Linked DNA regions of Mus musculus: region 2 is linked to region 1. A link is a contact called in public HiChIP or PLAC-seq data. All regions are on one chromosome and are shown on one strand. Each heading gives the region's core, a stretch centred on a gene start, on an enhancer-like site or on the middle of the called end of the contact. The rest is flanking DNA. Distances are from core to core; before and after follow the strand shown. Region 1 holds the start of Pdk1 (pyruvate dehydrogenase kinase, isoenzyme 1). Region 2 overlaps Gm46785 (a long non-coding RNA gene).

Region 1 (4,653 bases), core at 427-2,926:
AAACCTTGTCTCGAAAAACCAAAAAAAGAAGAAAAAAAAAAAAAAAAAGGAAAAGAAAGAAATCCTGACTCTCGACTTTTGAGTAAATTCTGACCCAAGTCATTGACTAGACACAAATACTAACCACCAGAACAAATACCACCAGAACACAGTCAGTACAGAGGTTTTCAGGCAACAGAAGGCAAAGACCATCAACACAGTATCACCAACCATCAAGTGGAACCAGCTCAGTTGTCTGATTCCTGAGACCATCACCTCCCCCTTCCTCCACTCTTGAATCCAGATGTTTGGCAGAAGAGTTGATAAGTGTCCCTCCCCTGGCAAGCACCTTCACTTGAACTAAAAAAGTCACATTTCAGCAATCCATTTGAAACTAAGTGGACCTCGCAGATGGAACCTTAGCAGAAAACTATCTTGTCAACAGTAGCAGTATTATTAAGGAAAGCATCTTGCCAAAGTTTAATAGCGTATTCATGAACAAGGTGAACATTGCTACACCACAGTACAGGCATTCACAAATAAAAGCAAAACACACACACAAAACGGGGGCCTTTCATAGTCCCTTACTAAAGAAACACAAGGAAAAGCACCTGTCACTTCAAACCACAATTTTAAGATAAAGTACCTACCCCCACCACTAATCTCTCGTGCGTGCTAACCATGTTATAACCTGGCAGCACGACACAGAAGATAACTTTTTCTACTCCAGAACTTTCGGATTTCAATGTTAAGAGTTTATTCTAAGCATTTCCCTTTCCGCCTCATTACTCCTGATGAGAAGCCAAAAGTCAAAGGCCTAATTCTGCAGTTCTGCAATCTGTTACACACAGACAAGACCATGCACTTTACACGTGCTTGAGACTGGCTGCTGTTGAAACGAATTTGCTCTCGGTGAAAACACTGGCGAGGAAAGCACTGGGCCAGTAGTAACTTGTTTTCCAGCCATCACGCCACTCCAAACGATCGCCACTGTGCTGGCACCGATCTCGCCTCTGCAGAACACCACCCTCGAAGCAGTTTGAGCCCTGGCCTTGAACCTGAGCAAGGCATCCCCAAAGACACCAGGTCCCCAAGCGCGCACCTACGCACGTGCGCGGAAGGCTGCAGCCGCGGGCCCCCTGCTTTGTTTTTTTGGGTTTGTAGTTTTTTTTTTTTTTTTAAACACACTATAGTCGCACGTCCCTGTTACGTGCCCGGCCTTCCAGCGCCCGCTCCCTCCGAGGAGGAAGGAAGCACCTAAGACGCAGGGGGGGCGACACGAGGGAGGAGGAGGGGTGCGCCTGGGAGGACGGGGCCCGTGCACAGAGGCCCGACGGCCCAGCGGCCGCCCTCACCGAAGTCCAGGAACTGCTTCATGGAGAGTGGCGACGGCGAGAAGCGCGCATAGAAGTCCACCTGGCCCGGAACGCCAAGCTCCGACGCCGGCCCGGAACCCGAGGCCGAGGCCGAGGCCAGGCTACGGCTGGCGCAGGGGACGGCGCAGAGCGGCCTGACGCTCGTGCCGCCCCGCAGCAGCCTTGCCAGCCTCATACCGAGCCCCGCCGGAGGAGCCGGAGCTCCGGGCGCCAACCTGCGGCTGTATGCCGCTGCCCGGGCGCTACGTGCGGGACGTGGCTGGCCGCGGGGGCGGGGAGCTGCTGTCAGCGCTGCGGCCACCGCCCCCTCGCTGGAACCACGCCCCCGTAGGCGGAGCACGGACAGCACGGAGGAGGGCGAAAGGCTGCGCTAGCCACCGCCCCTGGTTAAAGACACGCCCATGTAGGCGGGGCCCTGGGAGGACGGAGGCGGGGAAAGAAAAAAAAAAAGGGAGCGCTGCTGAGCTTTGTGGGGTGTGGTGCAGCTGAAACCACCCGGAGCGAGTGGCCGCCGTGGGAGCCCGGCTTAAACGATCCAGCTTGCGCTGTGTTGCACCCCTTTGCACCCTTTCGTACTTCCTCCGCCCTCCCAGTCTCAGCGGAAAAGCTCTAGGCTGTGCGAGATCGTTGGCAATGAGCCTGTTCTCATTGCCCTTGGATCATGCAAGCCCTTGATTTGCAGGTGCAGCCGAACAGTGGTACAAGAGTTGAACTTGGGGGTGTGGCTCTAAAGAATTCCACAGCAACGAAAGTCCCGGGAAGAGCGCGTTGAAACACTTTATGCAAGCAATATTGCCACAGTACTTAAAGACTACTCGCTCTTTTTCTGTTAACTCATCTTAGAGTTACAATGTGCCTGCTCCATCTTTTCAATGTATAGAGATAGTGAATGTAGAATTAGAACATATTTAATATCTAACCCCACGAAAATCACGTCTGTCTTCTGAACACTGTAAAGTCCCCATCCAACTACCCTAACATTTGCTGTGTCTTAGGTGCAAGAAAACTATCCTGCCACGTGTGAAGTTTATCAATTATGTAGAATACACACCGAATAACACTTCATAGCTCCATGCTGGTCGCTTTTGGGTTTTGTTTTGGTTTTGTTTATGTTTTATGAGACAGGGTTTCTCTGTATAGCCGTGACTGTCCTGGAACTCGCTCTGTAGACCATGCTGGCCTCGAACCCAGAAATCCACCTGCCTCTGCCTCCCAAGTGCTGGAATTAAAGGCATGCGCCACCACTGCCCCGCTCGCTATTGGGTTTTGAAAAAACACAAATCATGAAGTCTGGGATGTAGCTCATATCCAAAGCCCTGCGTTTCATCCCCAGCACAAGGAAAGAAAAAACAAAAGCAACCCCCCCCACCCCACCCCCCCACATTGTGTTGGCCCAGGTTTATAATTTCAGCGATCTGCAAGTGGAAGCAGCAATGTGGGAGGTGAGAATTCTAAGGTCATCCGAAATCATGCCAGCCTGTTATTCTGACTCCTATCTGAAAACAAAGAAACAAATACCTGCCCACCCTCCCCCAACATACACAGAAAAACAGAAATTAGATCAGAGTCCCTTTAAAGAAAGCTGTTATTCTGTATCCAACAAACTGTGTGTAGCACAAAGCGGGGATATTGTCCGCATGGAAACAAAAGCAAGTGGTTTTGATTCTAGAGAAAGAAAAATTGTTTTTCCTCAAGTATCCAGTAGAAATTGTGGTCTCCTCTTGGGGTTCTTAGTCTCATTTAGAAAAGAGTTTAAGAATAGACTAAAGTGGAAGCTCAAGGATAATTTTATTAAAGTTTAAAAGAAGAAAAAAAAAACCTCCAAGGTAAACAAGCTGTGCATCTCAGCAGCTGCCTGGAGGAGGAGAATGGGGTAAAGAAAGAAAACAAACAAACAAACAAACAAAAAAGCACAAACCAACGAAAAGACCTATGCTGCTCCAGTTACTGGCATGGAGGTCAGATGGAGGTCTGCCACAGGGTGGGAAGGGGGGCCTTAGAGAAAAGGGTAAGGAAGCCCAAAGTATCAGAAAAAGCAGCATCAAAGAGGGAGGGGGTAAAGGGAGGGAGGAAAAAAGGGAAAATTGTGCCTTTCTGACTCCAACCCAGTACCTCATGGTGGTTTATAGGAACAGTGTTGGGGAAGGAGGAATTCTGGGAAGGAAAAGTACAATATCTCATTAAAGGACAAAATATTTCTTCTACCTATTTAGGATAGCTGAAGGCGAGTTTGCTTTCCTAGCAGTCCCAGGCCAGGTGATTGACACTGCCCAACTGCAATGTTAGCTCTCCACCCAGGCCAGAGAATCTAGCCCCTTCACCAGATGGAGGTTTGTTTTTCTTTCGTTTAAGAGTTATTTTATTTATATGAGTACACTGCTGTAGCTGTTTCCAGACACACCAGAAGAGGGCATCAGATCCCATTACATATGGTTGTGAGCCACCATGTGGTTGCTGGGAATTGAACTCAGGACCTTTAGAAGAGCAGTCAGTGCTCTTAACCACTGAGCCATCTCTCCTGCCCCTAGAGGGTTTTTTGGTTTTGGTTTGGTTTTTTTGTTTTTTCTTTTTTGGTTTATTGTTTGTTTGTTTGTTTGTTTGTTTGTTTTAGAGACAGGGTTTCTCAGTGTAGCCCTGGCTGTCCTGGAACTTACTCTGTAGACCAGGCTGGCCTCAAACTCAGAAATCCGCCTGCCTCTGCCTGCCAAGTGCTAGGATTAAAGGTGTGTGCCACCACCGCCCGGCTTGTTTTTTTCTTAATGGGTCTTTAAGGCTATTCTAACATTAAGTCCTTTGTTGCATCAGACCCTGTAAAGAAACAAAAACAAGAAAAAGATGCCTATTTCATATATTTGTGCTGTATAGCTGGGGAATGATAATTTTTAAAAAAAGTGGCCTTGAATCCCAGCATATAATATCTCCAATATAGTATAGTGAAATGATTGTTTAGAGAAATGATAAGTCATTATAAATTGAAATATCCTTAACAAAACAACCTATTTTTATAGCTGTTCCACTGTCTACTGCTTTTCTCCAGTGGCCTGTAGCTCAAATCCATCTGCCAAAGGAAGCATATTTGGGGCAGGAATTTCAGGTATCTTACAACACCATCCTGTCAAATGCAGGAGAGCTTGTTGTTTGAAAGGATTAAGTTTGTTCTGGATGACCCGGAGAGCAGATGGAAACCACAGAGTAACAGACACAATTCAACATGGAAAACTGTTGTCCGTTATACAGCCATTTCAGTCAGATGGACATCATGGAGGGAGGGGCTCTTGTTAGTGACCCTTAGATAGGA
Region 2 (5,118 bases), core at 356-2,855, 68 kb before region 1:
GTTTCCGGGATTGTCCATTACTTCCATTCAGTATGAGAATTTTACTAGGGCAGCTAATTTGTCAAAAAGTCTTTTTCAGTATATGTTACAGAATTGGACGGCTGAATTTGAACAGATCCTTCGGGAATTGAGACTTCAGGTCAACTCCACGCGCTTGGACCTGTCCCTGACCAAAGGATTACCCAATTGGATCTCCTCAGCATTTCCCTTCTTTAAAGAATGGGTGGGATTGATATTATTTGGAGATACACTTTGCTGTGGATTAGTGTTGCTTCTTTGGTTGGTCTGTAAGCTTAAGGCCCAAACTAGGAGAGACAAGGTGGTTATTGCCCAGGCACTTGCAGCTCTAGAACATGGTGCTTCCCCTGATATATCTATGCTTAGGCAATAGGTCGCTGGCCACTCAGCTCTTGCATCCCACGAGGCTAGACTCATTGCACGGGATAGAGTGAGTGTGCTTCAGCAGCCCGAGAGAGTTGCACGGCTAAGCACTGCAGTAGAAGGGCTCTGCGGCATATATGAGCCTATTCTAGGGAGACATGTCATCTTTCAAGAAGGTTGAGTGTCCAAGTGTCCTTCTCTCCAGGCAAAACGACACGGGAGCAGGTCAGGGTTGCTCTGGGTAAAAGCCTGTGAGCCTAAGAGCTAATCCTGTACATGGCTCCTTTACCTGCACACTGGGGATTTGACCTCTATCTCCACTCTCATTAATATGGGTGGCCTATTGCTCTTATTAAAAGGAAAGGGGGAGATGTTGGGAGCCGCCCCCACATTCGCCGTCACAAGATGGCGCTGTCAGCTGTGTTCTAAGTGGTAAACAAATAATCTGCGCATGTGCCAAGAGTAATTTTCCACTACATGTACTCTGCCTTTACTCGGCCATGGGCTGCAGCCAATCAGGGAGTGATGCGTCCTAGGCGAAGGATAACTCTCCTAAATAGGGACAGGGTTTCGCTTTCGTTTTGGGGGCCTTTCGTTTTTGGGGCTTGGGGCTTGCGCTCCTGGCTCCTGAAGATGTAAGCAATAAAGTTTTGCCGCAGAAGATTCTGGTTTGTTGTGTTCTTCCTGGCCGGTCGTGAGAACGCGTTTAAGAGTTTGTTTATTTATTTTTGGTCAGAATCAAGTTATCAATGAGTATACACTGGTTCCAAAAAAAGTGTTCTTATAAAGTAGAAAAAGAATAGTCTAATTCATGTATCCAGGAAATATGAACTGGGCAAACACTGTCAAATATCCTGGGATATTCCAGGATTCACAAATGAGCAGAACAGATTTGCCCTCCGGTGAGCGAGAAGCATCAAGAACAAGTACTGACGTGTGTCTGCCATGGTGGTAACGATGACAACAGAAGATGTCTATGAGATACATGCAGCTGGAACTGGCCACATCACGGTCTGGAAATTGAAGGAGGGTCAAAGAAAGTTCCACAACATGATACTAGGAAGTGTAGCAGCCCCCCAGACCTTAGCACCACTGACCCCATGATGGAAGTTTCATTCAGGCCTTGGAACCCAGCATACATGGAACCTACAGGCAGCCCCACCTGCCACAATAAGATCAAAGACTTACTCTATCAACACTATAGTTCTGGGAAAGTCCCTAAATGTGCTAACCTTGCTTTTTGGCTTCTGTGTAGTTCTGCTTCTGGCTAACAGTTCTTGCTAACTGAGGTGTGTTAACCCAGGATGTGGTTTTTGTGTTTAAAAGCTCACCTTCAGAAAGGCTCAGAACTGCACTCTGGGGAGCTGGAGAGATGGCTCAGTGGGTGAAAGCACTGACAACTCCTCCAAAGGTCCTGAGTTCAAATCCCAGCAACCACATGGTGGCTCACAACCACCCGTAATGAGATCTGTTGCCCTCTTCTGGTGTGTCTGAAGTCAGCTACAGTGTACCTATGTATAATAATAAATAAATCTTAAAAAAAAAAAAAAGAACTGCACTCTGGTTCTGAACACTCAGTGTAGTCAACGGTTAGCTAATAAAGACCTTCTATTGACTTGAACCCTTGTCTGAGTGGTCTTCTCTGGTGACACCTCACAACAGAAAAATAGGCTGTCTACAGAGGTCTCAAGCCTTGACAAACAGCTTCAAATTAACGGTATCCTTTCTGCTATGTATGTATGTATTATGTCTGTATGTATGTATGTATTTCATGTCTTTTCTATGTTTGTGGCAGAAAAACATCTCTTAAGGAAGATAATGGATAATAGGTGCACTGGTTTCCAAACTTGGATCTGTGGTTTTGCCTCTTTTCCCCCCATTCTCCTTTGTTTTCTTCCTCTCCCAGTATTTCCCCCCATAATGACTTCAACTGAGAGAACAGATATGTTGGGAAACAAGAAGCTGTGATTTCTCGACCTGTTGATCCTATTCCCACCGTTAAAGGCCAAAGCACGCCAACTCAGTAGGAATGACCAACCAAGGAATCAACCATCATCATTCATACAGCCATACACCATAGGATGCTACTCCTGAAAGTTACCAGGTTAAAAATCATCAACCTAATGGGATCTCTGCATGAATACCAACATTTTTGCATTCTAAACTCTACAGTTATATTTTGTAGAGAGATCTCCCCGCCCAGTATCTCTTGCAGGAATTCCTTCTGATATCCCACGTAGATAAACTGGCAAGCCATTATATCTGTTTAAATCTCAACCTGGTTTCTAGAAGGTTCTTTTGCCTTTGAAAATGTTGCTGAATCTTTCTCACTTTGATTGGTGAGTGAACAGTTAAAAAGCACCTACTTTGTGTCAAGGCTGTATTTCAGCCAGATATGAACCTAGTGTGTACTCTTTAATAGTGTTAGGGAATTACTGCAGGCATGAACTCTGCCCAGGGACCCTCTGCATTCCATCATGGGAGATAAAAGCAAGAAGTTTCCCTACCGGATGCTGCCTTTCATCCCTACAACTACAGCCTCTAGAACCATGAGTCTAACAAACATCTATTGATTATTGCCGCAGACCCTCTGGGCCCCTTTGTCTGCGTGGAACGGGTCTCTGGGGCAGGTGGGCAAAGCGTTGGATGGAATGACAGACAGATGCACACAGGAGAGGCTGTGTAGAATCTGAATGTAATTTGTCAAATCGAGCATCAAACTTTTTATACAGAAGAAAATAGGGAAGTTGGGTGACACACCAGCAAGGTACAAAGAGGTTACTGGATTCTTACACAAAACAGAGGAATACAAACACAGAAGGTCTAACAGGAACCACCTGGGATAGAATTCATTGTTAACAACTGGGATCAAAAAGAGTTCCACCTAAAGTTCACTTAATCTTAGAAGCCAGGGTCAAGGGCTTCGTGCCCTTGCCATAGTTCCTATTTTAGTCTATTGTATAGTCCACCTTCTCCCCTAGGCCACTGTAAATACATGTGTATGGGTGTAACTCAGCTATCTATAGTTCTAAGTATCTACTCTGGTTCCTCCTTAGGTCTCAAACTTCATTCTTCCTAGATGATGGTAAATTCCTGTGTAGAGCAGTGACCTAGCTTTTATTCAAAGTGATAGTGTAATACCAGAGGCAATTCTGAATGTCACTGAATAGGCAACATTCTTACTGAATTCCAAGCCCATTGTCTGCTCAAGGACTTTCTAGGACGTTGGAACACTGGTGAAGGCTTAGCTATGTCAGAATTCAATCTTAAAAGGCATTATAATAAGATAATACTAAAAGAGAGCATGTGGATCCATGCACCAGACTAACGCGAGAATAGAATATGAGTATATGGGTTAAAGAGAATGCCAGACTCCAGGAGGTGAGTTTCCGTGAAACTCTCTGCCTCTAGAGTGGCTTCCAGGCCTCTTGGCCTGTCAAGCTGACTCAACCAGAGTGCATGGCAGATTATAAAATGCAGAAAGGTGCTTTTCTATTGTAGTGGACAGACAAAGGCAGGGAGAAAGGGAAAGCAACAACATCTTTGAACACTAAGGAATCAACTTCCCAAACTTCCTTTCCTGCCTAACCAGTAAACCTGTGGCTCACTGTGGCTGCCAAAAACAACACTCTTCACCATTTTTAAATCAAAGCAAATCGTGGTGACATCACCAAAACCTTTTCATCACATGACCAGAAATCCCAGTTCCCTAATAGTTGTGCAAATGGGCTTGACATTCAGTCTGAGACTAAGCTTTGAAACCAGAAGGTCTGCCATCCAGATATCGCTAGCGATTTGTAGCTAAAAATACAGTCACCAAACACAGAAAGGGGAGCTATGTCTTAGCAGGAGATGACACTCTGATGTATGATACTAATTTTAAACTCTTAAGTTTGAAAGGGCAGGGCATGAAATTGGAGCCTCGCTGATTCACAGACAAATAAGGAACCAGCCGTCTGGGAAGGCCGGGTGGGAGTTTGTCTTCCTCTCTGCAGACTCACTCAGCACTCCAAAAAATGCTTTTCTCTTTCAAGATCAAAGATGCTGTTTTTGTCAAGACTCCCAAGACTTTCTGTAGAAACAAAGAAAGGAGCAAGATGCCAGCTTTCTGTTCTCCTGTCCAATTGCTAGTTGGTGGAGTAAATGTTACTATGTTACTTTCTGTTCTCCTGTCCAATTGCTAGTTGGTGTAGATGTTACTATGTTTTCTTTCTCCAAATTTCCCTCCTAGAGTATTTAAGTTTTTGCTCCTTTACCTGATTTCAATTTCCTTGTAACTCTGGTAGTAGAATTTTCTTCTAAGACAGATATGCTGGGGATAAAGAGGTGGCTCAGTAAGAATGGTTCTTCCAGAAGAGGAATTTCCCAGCACTGCATGGCAACACCTGTCTGTAATTCCAGTTCCAGGGCATCCGACACCCTCTTCTGGCCTCAACAGGCACCAGGCACGCAGAATGTACAGGCATACATGCATGCAGGCAAATAACTCATATGTACATACATACATTAAAAAAAATTAAAAACATGTTGACTATTTTCTTTCTTCTATAGCATGTTTGACTGTGGACACTGTTGTAATTATTAAAAGATAAAGAAATATTAAGATATGTTCTATGGTGGTGTGGTGAGATATGGGGGAAGGGGGTACCTCTGCGGGCCCATGCCAAGGCATCCCTTCCCCCTGAGGGACCAGACACACTATATAGCATAGAATATTTATTTAGGGCATGGGGAGGG

Evidence for each region. HiChIP or PLAC-seq counts read pairs in DNA pulled down with a chosen protein or histone mark.
Region 2: a BATF HiChIP or PLAC-seq map of CD8 T cells shows a contact between it and region 1, with 5 read pairs. The contact joins the enhancer-like site here to the promoter of Pdk1 in region 1. A contact is called at or near these places in 1 of 39 promoter capture datasets (hippocampal neurons), 3 of 15 datasets of contacts at CTCF or cohesin (CD8 T cells, the NIH/3T3 cell line and embryonic stem cells), 2 of 484 Hi-C or Micro-C datasets (the G1E-ER4 cell line and Sertoli cells), 6 of 115 datasets of contacts at active chromatin or transcription factors (CD8 T cells, acute myeloid leukemia and embryonic stem cells) and 3 of 9 other capture datasets (adipose tissue, embryonic stem cells and pancreatic islet).

Annotation. Positions count from the first base shown.
Region 1 is chr2:71,870,247-71,874,899 of GRCm38.p6, reverse strand. Pdk1 (pyruvate dehydrogenase kinase, isoenzyme 1) reads right to left here and starts at 1,676. Exons shown (of 11, transcript NM_172665.5): 1 at 1,335-1,676. The coding sequence starts at 1,530.
Region 2 is chr2:71,938,113-71,943,230 of GRCm38.p6, reverse strand. Gm46785 (a long non-coding RNA gene) reads right to left here. Exons shown (of 3, transcript XR_001783614.1): 2 at 4,638-4,693; 3 at 1,198-1,394. Among named protein-coding and RNA genes, the nearest start is that of Gm46785, 2.8 kb to the right of the region's middle. Within about 2 kb of position 1,605, at least 32 of the 459 cell types and tissues checked have an H3K27ac peak or open chromatin away from gene starts, as enhancers often do. A contact at or near this core is called in CD8 T cells, where this site is marked.